2 separate regions of the Sus scrofa genome follow, and region 2 is linked to region 1. The links are chromatin contacts, called in public Hi-C maps. All regions are on one chromosome and are shown on one strand. Each heading gives the region's core, a stretch centred on a gene start, on an enhancer-like site or on the middle of the called end of the contact. The rest is flanking DNA. Distances are from core to core; before and after follow the strand shown. Region 1 holds the start of ASAP1 (arf-GAP with SH3 domain, ANK repeat and PH domain-containing protein 1). Region 2 overlaps ASAP1 (arf-GAP with SH3 domain, ANK repeat and PH domain-containing protein 1).

Region 1 (7,655 bases), core at 4,474-6,973:
AAGACTGGGAGAAACTGGCTTTTTAGGTGCTTGCTCCCCCACTCACCAACTGTGCCTAGCCCCCTGCCTCCCCACTCCCACCACCCCCAAGCCCACCACCCCCACCTCCCAGCCCAGCAAAGCCGCTGAATCTTAGCGCCACCCACACTGCCTTCCCAGCACAAAGCACAAACAGGAACTCTTTCTCTTCCTCCTCAAAACCTGTCCCTCCCCTGCTCTTTATCACGGTTAAAAATACCACCCTCCTCCTCCTCCTCACAGGTGAGCCCCAGTGTCCCCACCTTGCCTGTTCTCGCCACCGCACCCCCTCCACTTTCCCTCCATCAGTCACCAGTCTCCCCAAGACTCTCTGCTCCCCAAGACTCTCCGCTCCGCCTCTCCTTCCCCTCTTCACTAACCTACTTTGGGCCAAAATAGCTTCTTATGCTATTTCTTTTCCAGTGATGAGGCTGAAGTCACTTTTTATTCATCTACATCGGAATGAATTCATTTCGCCCAGAGCATGGGTGTCATGAGGAATTAAACCAGGGACCTTTAAGAGCCCACCTCATCCCTAGCCTGGGAGTTCAGGAAAAGTGCCTAAAGGAACTTGGGCGTTCTTCTCCCCCACCCCCCAGATCCCATCCCCTCTCACCTTCAGGACCTGTTCTGTCCCCCTCTCTTCGACCTTTCCCACCCTACCCACCAGGACCTTCCCATCAAGCCCAGAGGCTCACTCACCCACCTTCTTTAAAGGATCCTCCACCCCTACCGCCCACGAGCTAGACTGCCACATTTCTGAAAAGAGTTGTCTACACTTGCTCTCTCCCACTCACTCCTCAACCCACTGCAATCTGGCTTCCAATCCCACCGCTCCATTGAGACAGCTCTGGCTAAACTTATCAGCTTTCTAATTGTCAAATACGATGGACGCTTGCTTTCCAATCCTTCTTTGATTTTCTGTGGCATTTGAGAGTATTTTTTTAGAAGCAATTTCTTCCCTTGGCCCCCGGTTTTCCTTCCACGTCCCTTCTCGGCTCACTCCCCCTCAGCATGCGGACAACTCTTTTTTTTTTTTTTTTTTTTTTGGCTACCTCGAAACATATGGAGCTCCCTAGCCAGGGATCAATCTGAGCTGCAGTTTCGACCTATGTGGCAACCCACTGTGCCAGGGTTGGGGCTTGAACCTGTATCTTGGCATTGAAGAGATGCCCATGGCCCATTGCATCATGGGGAACTCCTGTGGACACCTCTTCCTCTGCTGCCTACGGCGGCCCTCAGGGTTCAACCTTGATCTTGGGACCTTCCCTCTCCACACATTCCCTATGGGTGATCATCTTCCATCTGCACCCATAGCTTTAACCACCAGGACACGGAGTACGGGGTCAGGTGGTTAAAAGCCTGCATCCAAAACTTGTCTATGAACCAAAAGCTTGGTTGTGGGCCAGTTGCTCAACCCTCCTGGGCTTCAGTTTCCCCAAGTGTAACATGGGGCAAAGCATTTCAGTCTCAAAACTTCCCGTGACTGATAGGCACTGTTGCCTCAGACCACGCCGAACCTTGTAGAGCTACTCAAATATATCATGTGCTTCTACTAAGGCTCAGTCTTTTTTTTGTGTGTGCGACTTTTTAAGGCTGCACCTGCTGCATATGGAGATTCCCGGGCTACAGATCAAATTGGAGCTGTAGCTGCCGACCTACACCACAGCTCATGGCCACGTCAGATCCTTAACCCAATGAGCGAGGCCAGGGATCAAACCTGTGGCCTCATGGATGCTGGTTGGGTTCGCTAACCGCTGAGGCACGACGGGACCTCCTAAGGCTCGGTCTTTGCTCAGACACAGAAGGGGTGCCAGGTCAGTATCTGCGAATAAATGAATGAATGCTGACCTGGTTTGGGTGTCCTGGAAACAAGCCTTGCAAGAAGGAATTAGGTGCAGCTAGTTTATGGGGGGGGGGGGGTAATTGATTCCAGGCAGAGGAAAGGAAAGAGTGAGAAAGTGAGGGAGGGAAGAGAGAAATAATAGTGAATTGATGAGAGGGTTATGAGTGGGTGGAAATGGGACTCAATTCCCCTGGGAAGCTCTGGGAAGCACTGGGTTGGAAGCACTTTAAGATTGTTCTCCCTGGAGTTTGCTTTGTTCTCCCTGGAGTTCACTTTGTGGCTCAGTGGAAACGAGCTTGACTAGTATCTATGAGGATTCAGGTTCGATCCCTGGCCTCAATCAGTGGGTTAAGGATCCAGCGTAACATGAGCTGTGGTGTAGGTCAGACTCAGCTTGGATCTGGCATGGCTGTGGCTGTGGTGCAGGCCGGCAGCTGTAGCTCTCATTCAACCCCTTAGTCTGGGAACTTCCATAAGCAGTACCTGCAGCCCTAAAAAAAGAGAGACTATTCCCCCTTAGGGATGGGAGGCTGGACATTTATCCACTGAGTGGTTAGAAGCTGCCCGGAGCCTGTTAGGCATGTCTGGGCAAGATCTCACAGCCCTGAAGAAAGGCCCCAGGCAGAGAGGAGAAGACGAACCCATGCTTTGGGTGAACAGTGCTCTGGACAGGTGGCACCAAACTGCAGGTGCAGGTGAGCTCAAAGCTGGGTCCAGGGGCAGAGAGTGGAGCATCACCAGCAAAGATTCCTACTGATTTAGGAAAACTCTCCCATGATACCCCTGGGCATACCTCTATAAGAGCAATCATCTCTCTGCTTTCTAAATAGAACTCTCTTGTCTGTCTTTCTCAGTTCATCTGTGCAAATCTATTGCCCAGAAAGATTTTGAGCACATTATGGGCTCTTAACCAATGCTTTTTTGTTTGGTTGGTTTTGGCCACGCCCTTGGAAGTTCCCTGGCCAGGGATAAAACCCCAGCCACAGTGACAACCTGCTGTGTCACAAGGGAACCCCACCAATGCCTTTTATTTATTTCTTGTTTGTTTTGTTGTTGTTGTTTGTTTTTTAGGGCCACACCTGCAGCATATGGAGGTTCCCAGGCTAGGGGTCCAATTAGATCTATAGCCGCCGGCCTATGCCAGAGCCACAGCAATGCCAGATGCGAGCTGCTTCTGTGACCTACACCTCAGCTCACGGCAACGCCAGATCCTTAACCCACTGAGTGAGGCCAGGGATCGATTCTGCGTCCTCATGGATGCTAGTCAGATCTGTTTCTGCTGAACCACGATGGGAACTCCTCCACCAATGCCTTTTAATGACTTTAAATTCATTCAATTTGCATGCTCAGGGGCCCCCTGAGAATAAGGGGACAATAAACACAGGCTCCTCTCCTTTCCCTCCAACTCAGAGTTTGCAGTCTGACCGAGGAGCGCACTCACTTCGCAAGCGTAGAATGTGATGGATACGTTCTTTACACGAACAGACGTGCTGGGGGAGCACAAAGGAGGACGCAATTAACTGGGACTGTACCAAGGAGACCGAAATTATGTCCTCTGACAGTCTTAATTACTTACAGCTTTAACTTTCCAGATCCTTTAATAGAGCCGTCTGGCGCTTCTTCCATTACACTGGGCTTTCCCTTTTGAAAGCCTCCCGGCCAAACTGGAAGATACAGGAAGCTAAGGGACAGAGTGAACCTGCGACTCTCACCCTGTTTGCCCCTTTCATTCACTGGACATGTCTTTATGGAGGGTTTCCTGTGGACCAGCACTGTTTTTGGCACCAGGATACAGATGCGATGGAGACAAGGAGAAATCCGGCCCTAAGGCAGCTCACCCATGTAGGGGGAGACGGATGATGAACAACCAACCAAATAAACAGGAAAAATTAAACCGTGACAAGGACTGCAAAGCAATGAAGCGGGGCATGTGATGTGTGGGAGAGGTGAGTGTCAAAGACAACTAGAACCAGGAGTTTCCGTCTTGGCTCAGTGGTTAATGAACACGACTAGCATCCATGAGGACATGGGTTCGATCCCCGGCCCTGCTCAGTGGGTTAAGGATCTGGCGTTGCCATGAGCTGTGGTGTAGGTTGCAGACCTGGCTCAGATCCTGAGTTGCTGTGGCTGTGGCTTAGGCCAGCGCCTGCAGCTCTGATTCGACGCCTAGCCTGGGAACCTCCATATGAAAAAGAAAGACAAGTAGAATCAATGGTTGGAAAGCTCCTATTGAGGACTTGACTTCTGAGCTGTGAGCTAAGTGCCACCAACAGCCACATAGAGATTCTTGCAGGCAGAGGGAACAGCAGCTGCAAAGGGCCTGGGGCAGGACGCTGGATTCCTGGGCCCAAATCAGGAGGCTGTCCCACTGCTTCTGACCACTGAAAAAGAGTTACAGAAAAGAGACTGGGTCTAAAACTGATGTCTTGTCCTTGCTTAGAGTTGATAGGTAACTTTCAGTGCCTAGCTGGCTCATTTCAAGCTTTGGTTTTCACTCATGGGTATGTTGTTCCCTCTTCAAAGTCAGAATGGGTTTCAAGGGAATGTGAAACACTTATAGCAAAACCACCAAGCTGCATTCTCCAGGTAGAAAACCCCCAAATGTGGCATTTCCGTGGGAAACCACAATGAATCACTCCCACTGGCCACCTAGTCCAGGCCTGACTGGATGAAGATTTACTTTGGTTTTCTCAAAAGTAAGAGGCTTTGTAAAGCCTCCCTGGACTTTTTAACAACCCCCCACCTCGTCCTGACGCTCCCGATTAAGAGCAAAATACCAACTTCTGCAAGGTTTGCTGAGTTTCAGATTTCACCAGAAGGGGGTCTGCCATAGCCACTAACCTTTTCCTCTGCAGAGAGCAGTGTCTGAAATGCTGCAGAGAAAAACAGTCACTGGGTGACACGGAGGGAAATGAAATTTTGAGGCTTTGTGGCTATAGAGGGCACAGCACACCCCTCACCAGTTAAAACTTTCCTTTCTCTGACGTCTCTTTTGGTAATAAAGACAATCATGGCTATCATTTATTTGAGCACTTAGAATGCAGTCAGTCCCCTGACTAGACGCTCGGTTTTCGAATCAAACCTCACTGATTTGATTTGAGGGCGGTATTACTACCTCATTTCACATGTGAGGAACCAGAGGCTCAGAGAAGTTAAGGGACTTACCCAAGGTAACAGAGTTATGAAAAAAAGGGGCAAAGTCCAGCTTCCATCCCAGGTCTGAGCCCAAAGTCCGCACTATTAACCTCCAAACTATTCCTATACTACCTTGACCTGGAAAGTCCATGCCACCTGGTCCCGGGTAAAACTGAGGAAACTAGCAGGGCGGAAGCAGAGAAAGGGGGCAGCCAGGTAAAGTCGTTTCTTTTAGGAAAAAGCGGGGAAATGGCCGGGAGATTGCAAGTTCATCCTCCGCAGATGCAAGCGGGGCCAAGGCCATTCCCGGGTGTCGGAGGGCCAGAGAAAGGCACCTCCCAAGGCCAAGGTTTGATCGGGACAAATCCCACCGCTTCCCCCTCTGAGAGAGGGGGAGGCAGGCCAGGGCCGGTGTGAGGCCCAAGGAGCAGGTCGCCCGACCCCAGTCCAGCTCTCAGGTCCAGGCCGGGGTCAGAGACCCCGCCTGCCCCCGGCCAGCGTGCCGGCGGGCCAAGGGTTAAGCGAGGCGGGAGCCCCCGGCGTGGGGCGGCCGCGGGGCCGGGAATGCTTAGTCAGGATTCCGATTTCCTGTCGAAGTGTTTGGATTTCCTGAAACCCGCGCCCTCCGCCGCCGAGCGGGATCGTCCGAGCCGCGCGCGTCGCTGCGGCCTCCTCCCCTCGGCACATGGTCGCCCGCCCCTTCCTGCGCCGCGCTCGGCTCCCGCGCCTCGCCGCTGCCGCCGCCGCCGCCGCCACGGGCCGGCACTCCGCGCTCCGGCAGCCCCCGGCCCGCGCCTCCCGCCCCGCCGGCTGCTCCGGCCGCCGCCCGCTTTCCGCTCCGAGAGCCACGATCGGCCGGCCGAGGGGAGCCGGGGCGCGGGCGTCTGCGCCGCCGCCGAGAAGCCGGCGCCAAGCCCGCGATGGAATAATGCCCAGCGGCCCGCCCGGTCCCGGTGAGTCGCGGGGCGCCCGGACGGGCTCGGCGGGGCCGCGCGCGGTGGGGGGTGGGAGGGTCCTGGGTCTTCGGCGCCCCCTGCCCGGCCCCCGCTCGGAGAGGAGCCGGCACAGGGCGCCGGGCGGGTCCGGACTCCGCGGCGGGGTGCCTGGTGCGCGGGGAGGGCGCCGGCCGCGGGCTCCGCAGGGCCGGGCTCGGCGGTCCAGGGGGGTCCGCGCCCCAGGGATGCGGGGGTGAGGCCGCTCGGGGCGGCGGGGGGGGCTCCGCGCGCCCTCCCGGAGAGGAGCCCGGGCAGCGCGCCCGGGGGCCGGGGCCGGCGGATGGGGCGCCCTCCCGGCTGCAGGCGCGGGCGCTGGCCGCGGCATTGTCTCCCTGGCGCGGCGGAGCAAAGTTCCCCGCCGTTCCTGGAGCGGCCGGCCCGGCCCCGAGCCCCCGGCCCCCGGCCCCCGGCCCCGGCTGGGACTCGGCGCTGCCACGCAGGCCCCAGGCCACTTGCTTCAAGCGAACGAAAACATTCCCACTCGAGATTTGGGGGTTGTTGACGGGAAGACAGGAAAGTGGCTGGTGTTTGTGCTTGTACCATTTTGGGACCTGCTGCATTTTCGGAGAGCGACGTGAAGTTTCAAAGAAAAAAAGAAACTCACTGGCGTCTGGCATTCTGCGGTTTCATACATCCCGAGAGTTGCTCTCTGGCATTCCTAAAGCGGTTTCCTTTAATAATTTATTTTTCCACTAGCGCAGGGGGATGGAGAGCCAAGTTCAGCCCATCGGCCGCGTGACCTCAGCTTTACCTGCACAAATCAGAAAGAACAAGAACTTTCTCCCACTTTTTTCCCCCTAGACTCGGTCAGGTTGTCTTGGCAGAATGGATTCTGGGATGACAGCGGGGCACGGTTTGCTGAGTAATGTTTGGGGATTGTAAAACATAATTCAGTATGGAGGCCAGTTTTCGCTCTCCATCAAACCTCAGCCCCAGGCCTTTGCACTTTGCAGTTGGAGGTTCATCTTATAGCAAGAAGATGCAGGTCTTCTGGAAGCGTCACATCTCCACAGCTCAGAAAGAAAAAGCGTCCCTGAGAACAGTTGTTTCAGCTCCTTCTTTTTTAAAAAAATGTTTTGTCGGAGTTCCTGTCGTGGCTCAGTGGTTAATGAATCCGACTAGGAACCATGAGGTTGTGGGTTCGATCCCTGCCCTTGCTCAGTGGGTTAAGGATCTGGTGTTGCCTTGAGCTGTGGTGTAGGTCGCAGATGCGGCTAGGATCCTGCGTTGCTGTGGCACTGGCGTAGGCTGGCAGCTGCAGCTCCGATTCAACCCCTAGCCTGGGAACCTCCATATGCTGCGCGGGAGTGGCCCAAGAAATAGCAAAAAGACAAATAAATAAATAAATGTTTTGTTATTATAGTTAATTAACAATGTTCTGTCAATGGCGGCTATACAGCGAAAGTGACCCAGTTAGACATTTATATGCATTCTTTTTTCCCATTATCCTCCATCATGTTCCATCACAAGTGATTAGATATAATTCCCTGTGCTCTACAGCGGGGAGCTCCTTCTCCTTCTCCAGATGAGGCTGGGAGAGGTGATGGAGATCCTGCAAAGTCATGTGACCAGGCTTTAGCCTCCCAGTCTAGTGCTCCTCTTACTAATGTCAGTTTAGGGTATGTCAGCTCTGGAATCTTTGGCAATACGCCTTCTTGGCT
Region 2 (7,609 bases), core at 712-3,211, 240 kb after region 1:
AAAGCGAAAGCAAGAAGTTCCGCAAAACAGTCATATTTTAACAAGATGACTTTGCCATTTATGTATTTTTCTGATGTGAATCTAGAGCATCCAAAATTACAGAGCTAGAGAACAGACCAGTGGTTACCAGGTTGGAGGAGAGGGCAGGGGTGTGACCGTAGAGGCGTAACCCAAGTGAGTTCCTAGGACAGTTCTGTGTCTTGACTGGGGGGCAGTTGTGCTGTATCTATACATGTGGTAAAATGTCCTAGAAATATACACAAATATACCAGAAAATATGCGCACATAAAAGCTGGTGAAATTCAGATAAGGTCTGTAGTTTATTATTTGTCTCATGCCAGGGTTGATTTCTGGGTTTTGATAACGTGGTTTATAGCCCATGTAGCCTATTCAGAGAAGTGGGTTGACTACCTACAGAGAACCTCTCTGTACTATTTTGCCACTTTTGGGTGTGAATCTATAATTTTTTTCAAAATAATAAGGTTAATAAGAATGTAAGTTATCAGAGTCTCGTGAGGGAGGGAAAGTTGGAGAAAGTCACACGACAGACGGGAGAGTAAAACAAAAGTACAGAGCAAAAGCCGGACTCTTCACTCCTCACCTCTCTGCTAGTCCTTTAGACCACTTTCTACTTCCTTTTAACTGTTAGAGGTTTTCTAAACCAGTCTTTCGAATTTTTCCCTCCAGTTGAAGACCTTTATGGGGTCCCCCTTCCCGAAGGTGAAGCCATTTAGCCGTTTCCTCCTGGAAGTGGATCCGTTGGTCCCGTTTGACTCTGTCTGCAGAGTACTGCCTCTTAGTGGTGAGAGGCAAGAAGGAGCCGACGTGACCTATTTTGTTGATGTTTTTAATATGTTTATGGCGAGGTTTTAAGGGCTTGGGGTTTTATGTCAAGTATCTTTCATAGGTTTGGTTCATAGTCTGCGTAGTAGATAGTAGCCTTTTTTTAATTATAAGAAATATTTCTCGGAGTTCCCGTCATGGTTCAGTGGTTAACGAATCCGACTAGGAACCAAGAGGTTGCGGGTTCGATCCCTGGCCTCGCTCAGTGGGTTAAGGATCCGGCGTTGTCGTGAGCTGTGGTGTAGGTCACAGATGTGGCTCGGATCCCACGTTGCTGTGGTTCTGGCGTAGGCTGGTGGCTACAGCTCTGATTCCACCCCTAGCCTGGGAACCTCCATGTGCCGTGGGAGCGGCCCTAGAAAAGGCAAAAAGACCCAAAAAAAAAAAAAAAGAGAGAGAGAGGTATTTCTTTGGGTGACTTACCAGTCTCTCTGAAATCACCCTTATATAAAAGAGGCCTTCCTGATCAGCGTCGGTTGCGGACAGAGCAAAGGCTGTGTCTTGCTTCCAGGCCTTTATGTATTCAGGTCCTTCTGCTTCAGACGCCCTTTAGTTAATACATTAATGGTGAGGGTCTTCCTTGTAAGGAAAAAAAAGGAGGAAGGAAACAGTGATCTTGAACTTTGGCTGTTTCTCAGTGTTTTTTATTTTTCATTTGCCTAAATGCACAGAACCAAGATTATTTTTAGTCCTTTCTTTTTTGGTCCGCTCTTGCAACGAAAGCAGTATACTTGCGAAACAGCACTGGGTCTGCTCTGTACCCAGCGTCAAGCCGTCATCCTGTGATCCTGGCGGAGAAGCTAAGGAGTCAACAGAGCATCGCATCCGTTTTATTACCGAACCACACAAACGGGATGGGAGAGGAGTAATTGGTGGATTGAAATAGATTCTCAATGGGCAGAGGAAAACCATTTAAACCAGACCCCAAGAGCCCCAATGTGGCAGCAGGTTTAGAAACGCGAAAAAGCTCTTTGGGAATAGTGGGAGGTGCCCAGGAGGGTGTTCGTCCCGCCCGGACTCCGCGGCCCGATGCCTGCTTTTCCACGAGCCTTTGGACAGTTCTCGCTTGCTTCAGAGCCTGAACCGCCGTTAAGCGTTAGAAGGCAGTTATTGCTTCAGAGCTGCTGAAGCAAAGCAAAGATTTCTCCAGCTGCGCAGCATTTCCTGTTTGCAACCTCTGACTGCAGGGTATTGTGGTTGGGGTTAAGGATTTTTTTTTAATGGTTCATTTCTTTTCTTTTCCCTTCACATGAGACTAGTTAGAAATGTGCTGTTTGGGTCTCCATTTGCAGCAGACAGATTATTGCTCAGGTTGTTCTTTGAAACACGGAAAAGTGCTGAAAGCATGCATACCCTCCGTAGTAAATTGGTAGGCCCTGGGTGTTCTGGATTCTATCATACATTTTAAAACGCCCATCATCTTGCAAAATGGTAATCCATAATTGGCAGGTTTCAGGCCAGGGATCTCATGTCCCGAAATGCTGTGCTGCCCATTAGTATTATGGGATGTTTCGTGACATGAGAGCTGTCCGCGTGGTTGGGAGGGTGGGTAAGAAGGAAGAGGTTTTCTTTTTCCTTTCTATTCTGAAAGTTGTGTGTGTTCATACAAATTTAAGAAAAAGGAAATTTTAAGTCAGAAACTAAAAGTCATTACATAATGCAAACTTAGGATAATACTAATAGTACAGTTTTTCCTCTGAAACAGTGTCATAGATTTAGGCACAGATGCTGATCATTTATACACAAATACACATATTATGTGTGCACGTGTCATCCAAGTCCATGGTCTCTTCTTCAAAACCCTTGGGGTTAGGAGTTCCCGTCATGGCTCAGCAGTAACGAGCCCATGGATTGGTATCCATGAGGACGTGGGTTCTATCCCTGACCTTGCTCAGTGGGTTAAGGATCTGGTGTTGCCATACGCTATGGTATAGGTCACAGAGTTATGGTGTAGGTCACAGACGCCGCTCGGATCCTGTGTTACTGTGGTGTAGGCCGGCAGCTATAGCTCTATTTCAACCCCTAGCCTGGGTTGAAAAAGACAAAAGACAAGGAAAAAAAAAGAAAAAAAAACACTTGGGGTTAGATGTTTTTCAAAATTCAGCATTTTACAGATTTCAGAACGGCAATGGGTGTGCATTGCCCTATGTTATGTAACGCCCCCTAGTGACTTCTCAGGTAAATAGTTACATGAAGGATAAATGAAGAGTCCCACTTATTTCAAGTCCAGGCTAGCCACAAAGTGAATTCAGGTCAGGTCAGGTCAGGTTTTGTTATTAAATCAGTTTTGTTTTTTTAAAAGACTTTGTGTTATACATACATTTTGCAAACTTCTTTTAAAGCTTGTTAGCTCTCCTTGACCGTACAAATAAAATTGCAAAATCACTTTAACAGGTTATATAATATTTCACTGTATAACTAAATAGTAATTCCCTTTATAGGATTTGAATTTTACAGTCATCAGTACGATGCACCTTGTTTGTTTTTGTTTTTTGTTTTTGTCTGTTTCCTTTGTCCTTTTAGGGCCGCACCTGCGGCATATGGAGGTTCCCAGGCTAGGGGTCGAATCGGAGCTGTTGCCGCCGGCCTACACCACAGCCACAGCAACTTGGGATCCAGGCCGCATCTGTGACCTACACCACAGCTCAGGGCTATGCCAGATCCTTAACCCACTGAGCCAGGCCAGGGATCAAACCCACAGCGTCATGGTTCCTAGTCGGGATTCTTAACCATTGCCTGCTGCGCCACGACGGGAACTCCCAGATGTACCTTGTTTTAAGTACATCCAATATTCAGAACTCCTGGAAGCCTAAGAGCAAATTTTAGCATGTTTTTCTTTTTTTTTCTTCTTTTAAGGATTTACATTAAAAGTTTTTTTTTTAAAAAAAAGGAAGTTCTAATAATGCATTTGAAATAGCGTTCTTTTCATCCTGTGAATTTTATGTGCCATGAATAATGCTTTTGATTTAACGTTGTGTGTTTGTGGTTATGTGGCTACCGAGTAGTATTCCACTTGAAAGAGACTCACAGAACAGCATTTTGATGCTAGAAGAGACTTATATTTGAGAACTGGGGTTCTGTGATCGAGGAAGAAAGAGGAGGGAGGGAGAAAGAAACTCGTACTTGCTGGGGAAGGGGGTTCATTAGCCAGCGGCCAGTGTGGAAGAGGAGGTTCCTGACATTTGCTTATCAGCACCTCTTTTAAACAAAGATCTGATTGAAGCCTTCAGGCTGGTAAAGTTTTCATTATTTCTATGGTTAACTCTTTGTCTCTACAAATAATACTGATGTTAAGTGTTTTATCGTGGGCTTACTACATGCCGGGCACTGTTTGAAAAGCGCTTTTTTACATGTTGCATTAGTTTGGATAGGTGAGGATACGCTGCAGTAATAACTCAGCCCCCAGTTCCCCACGGCGTAAGGTAGGAAGGGTTTACTTCCTCCTCCCGTCCCGTCTACTGAGGGGTCTGCTCACACAGTAGCAGTAATACAGAGACCCAGGCAGAGGGAGGCCCCTCCTGTCTACAAGGTTTGCCAAGCCGAGGAGGAGAAAAACGAGAGTCACGGGAGGCCCTCTCACAGCTTTCCCTCATGTAGTTGTTCCATAAAGTTTACGTTTAGCTTATTTAAGTAAAAAGTATTGATTTGAAGAACAGCAAGCAAAACAGGGGTGTAAGCATAAGGCAAACATCGTTTGGAGATAATTAGCTGCCTTCTGTCTGCGTGATCTCAGTCCCAGAAGCCTCCAGAGCCCCTTCTCTAGGCCCACATCTGGACGTACGTTGTGAAAAGCAGATGCAGGTATTTTTCTCGGCTCAGAGAACTCCGCCAAACTCAGCCTCACATTCGCTCCTTTGGCCCTTTCCTCTCTGCCTTGATGGCCCATGGCCATCCTGGGCGAGGCCTCTCGGCTGGAGCACCGGGGAACGTGCTCAGTGAGGGGAGCATGGCTGGGTTTCGGGCTCCACTTGTACCTGCCAGGTGGGTGCTTTGAGCCGTATACGCCCTGGACACCCATGCTCAGTGGCCAGGCTGCACCCACAGCACCTGCTCCCGCTCGCCTGGGAGCGGGGGCAGCAGAGTGTGAGGCGCCTTCCCTCGGAGATGTCCTTGAACCCCGAATCCCTTGCCTAGTTCCGGCCAGAGGTCTGGACTGCGACGCACTCGAAACGCCCTTAAAGAGCCAGAGTGCACGTTTGGGTATCAGGGGCTGGAGACGCCCTACAGCGACAGAGACCTGTCCAGTTCAGTGCTTTTCTATGTTACCTGACCACAAACCCTCTTGCTCTATGAGAAACGTTAACTTTCCAGGGATCCACTTTGAGAAATGCTTGCTGAGATGTTTTACTGGACCGTGTTTTAATTTTCTTTTCCACGTCACACCTACTCTTTTGGAATTTCTTATATTTCAGGCTGTAATTTCTGAGTATATTAAGCCTCTTTATTTATACTTTGCCTCTTTATTTGAGATCACACCCCTGCCTGTGGTATCTTTAGGTTAAAACCTGAAGAAATGGCCTACTGATTTCGTTTGGAACTAATAGCTTCCTACATCTTCCACTAAATATGGATGGCCCTTGTATTGACTTATTGCCCAGTTTTATGAGCAGTTAAGAGGTCACAGAGCTGGCAGACATAGCGTGGCTTTTTTTTTTTTTTTTTTTTTTTTTCCTTTTTTCGGCCGCACCCATCGTGGCATGTGGAAGTTTCTGGACCAGGGATCAAACTCACACCGCAGTTGCAACCTGCACCACAGCTGCAGCAATGCCAGATCCTTACCCACTGTGCTACAAAGAAACTTCCAGAAGTCGCAAGACTTTTGAAGTCAGTTAGAGCTGAGTTCAAATCTCTGCTCCACTGTTTCCCACTCTAGGTCACCAGAGGCAGATTCAGTCATTCACTCACTCACTCAGTCCCTCATCCAGAAAGCACAGATAACAAGAAAGGCTTTCTAGAAGAGAGCCCCTTCATCTGGGCCACAGATAATTAATAGGTGTTTGTGGAGTTCCCGTCATGGCTCAGCGGTTAATGAACCTGACTAGTATCCATGATCCCTGGCCTCACTCAGTGGGTTAAGGATCTGGATCCGGTGTTGCCCTGAGCTGTGGTGTGGGTTGCAGACGAGGCTCACATCCCACGTGGCTGTGGCTGTCGTGTAGGCTGGTGGCCTCAGCTCCAATTGGACCCGTAGCCTGGGAACATCCATATGCCGCGGGTAAAAGACAGCAACAAAAAATTAATAGGTGTTTGTGACACTCTTCTCCCAGGCTTGCAGAGGCTCCTTTTTCTTTCTTTCTTTCTTTTTTTTTTTTTTTTTTTTTTTTTTTTGGTCTTTTGTCTTTTCTAGGGCCACACCTGCAGCATATGGAGGTTTCCAAGGCTAGGGGTCTAATCGGAGCTGTAGCCACCGGCCTATGCCAGAACCACAGCAACACGGGATCCGAGCCTCGTCTGTGACCCACACCACAGCTCACGGCAACGCCAAATCCTTAACCCACTGAGCAAGGCCAGGGATCGAACCCGCAACCTCATGGTTCCTAGTCAGATTCCTTTCTGCTGTGCCATGCCGGGGACTCCAGAAGCTCTTTTCTTTAAACAGAAACGTTACACGATGTTAAGCATTGGTTGATACACCTGATATTTAGAGAATGAGATAAAATAAATACGTCAGTATTTTTAAAAAAGAAAGAAAACAAGAGACTTTCTAAAATTATATTCTTGGATCAGCCAGCTTTTACGAAGTGTCCTCTCTGTTCCAGGCTGTGTGCTAAACTTGACTGTCACCCTCTGTTTATGGGTTTGCTTATATGGAGTATTTAATAGTTTACACTAAGGCGCTACTTTGTTCTGCATGGAAAGATGGAGACAGGTAAGGGAGCAGTTTTGTTGTTTTTCTTTTAGGGCTGCACCTTGATGGAGTTTCTTAATTTTTGTTAAGCTTGTATTTGAATTATCCTTTGGTAGGTAACACATTCCATAAGCTTATTCCCTACTTGATAAAGGTGCAGTTTGTTGTATTTGACCTAAAGCTACACCTTAATTTAGGTATGTGCTTCTTTGATGAATAAGCTTTTTTTACTGGATTTTTTTTGGTCTTTTTTTTTAGGGCTACACCTGTGGCATATGGACGTTCCCATGCTAGGGGTTGAATCAGATTGCAGCTGCCAACCTACACCACGGCCATGCCAAATCCTTTAACAACCCACTGAGGTCAGGGATCATACCCTCATCCTCATGGACACTAGTTGGGTTCTTAACCCACTGAGCCACAACAGGAACTCCTGGGATGAGATTGTTAACCTCTTGTTTTTTTTTGTTTCCCCCAAGTAGAGGAAACGTATTTGTTTTCCTGGTAGCACTTGCCATCACAGGTGTAATAGTAAGAAGATTCTTTTCTGCAGGGGTGACCTTGAAATACATCAGCCAATGGTGAACATCACAGCCACCAATTAGATAAGGTCTTTGATTTTTAAAATATTCAGCAAGGATCCAGTGAAGTGAGTCTTAAAACATGAAGATACAGACCAAACAGAGTTAGGCAGCCTGAGCAGCAGATGCCTGTTTTCCTGTCAGTTCATTGAAGGCAGTGAATGTCTGCTCTTGAGTATGTCGGAAGCTCTGTGTGCTTGTACTGAGAAAGTTCTTCCTAAGAAAATTTTACAGAATCTGTTGTTATATTACAATGTGTGATAAAGATGTCATTGAAGGCAAGGAAAATATGATTTGATGTCAGTTACATTATGATTTTCCTCTAGTTTAAACAGCA

The links. Hi-C and Micro-C count contacts between places; a contact is called where the count stands out from the background.
Region 2: a contact with region 1 is called in a Hi-C map of retroperitoneal adipose tissue, with 2.1 times the contacts expected there. The contact joins the enhancer-like site here to the promoter of ASAP1 in region 1. A contact is called at or near these places in 3 of 5 promoter capture datasets (fetal liver, fetal skeletal muscle and liver), 11 of 47 Hi-C or Micro-C datasets (alveolar macrophages, embryonic fibroblasts, fetal heart ventricle and 7 more) and 1 of 2 datasets of contacts at active chromatin or transcription factors (alveolar macrophages).

Annotation. Positions count from the first base shown.
Region 1 is chr4:10,098,137-10,105,791 of Sscrofa11.1, forward strand. ASAP1 (arf-GAP with SH3 domain, ANK repeat and PH domain-containing protein 1) reads left to right here and starts at 5,724. Exons shown (of 31, transcript XM_021088910.1): 1 at 5,724-5,952.
Region 2 is chr4:10,339,335-10,346,943 of Sscrofa11.1, forward strand. The region is part of intron 5 of ASAP1 (arf-GAP with SH3 domain, ANK repeat and PH domain-containing protein 1); the gene reads left to right. Among named protein-coding and RNA genes, the nearest start is that of FAM49B, 130 kb to the right of the region's middle. Within about 2 kb of position 1,962, at least 27 of the 83 cell types and tissues checked have an H3K27ac peak or open chromatin away from gene starts, as enhancers often do. A contact at or near this core is called in alveolar macrophages, fetal liver, liver and 2 more, where this site is marked.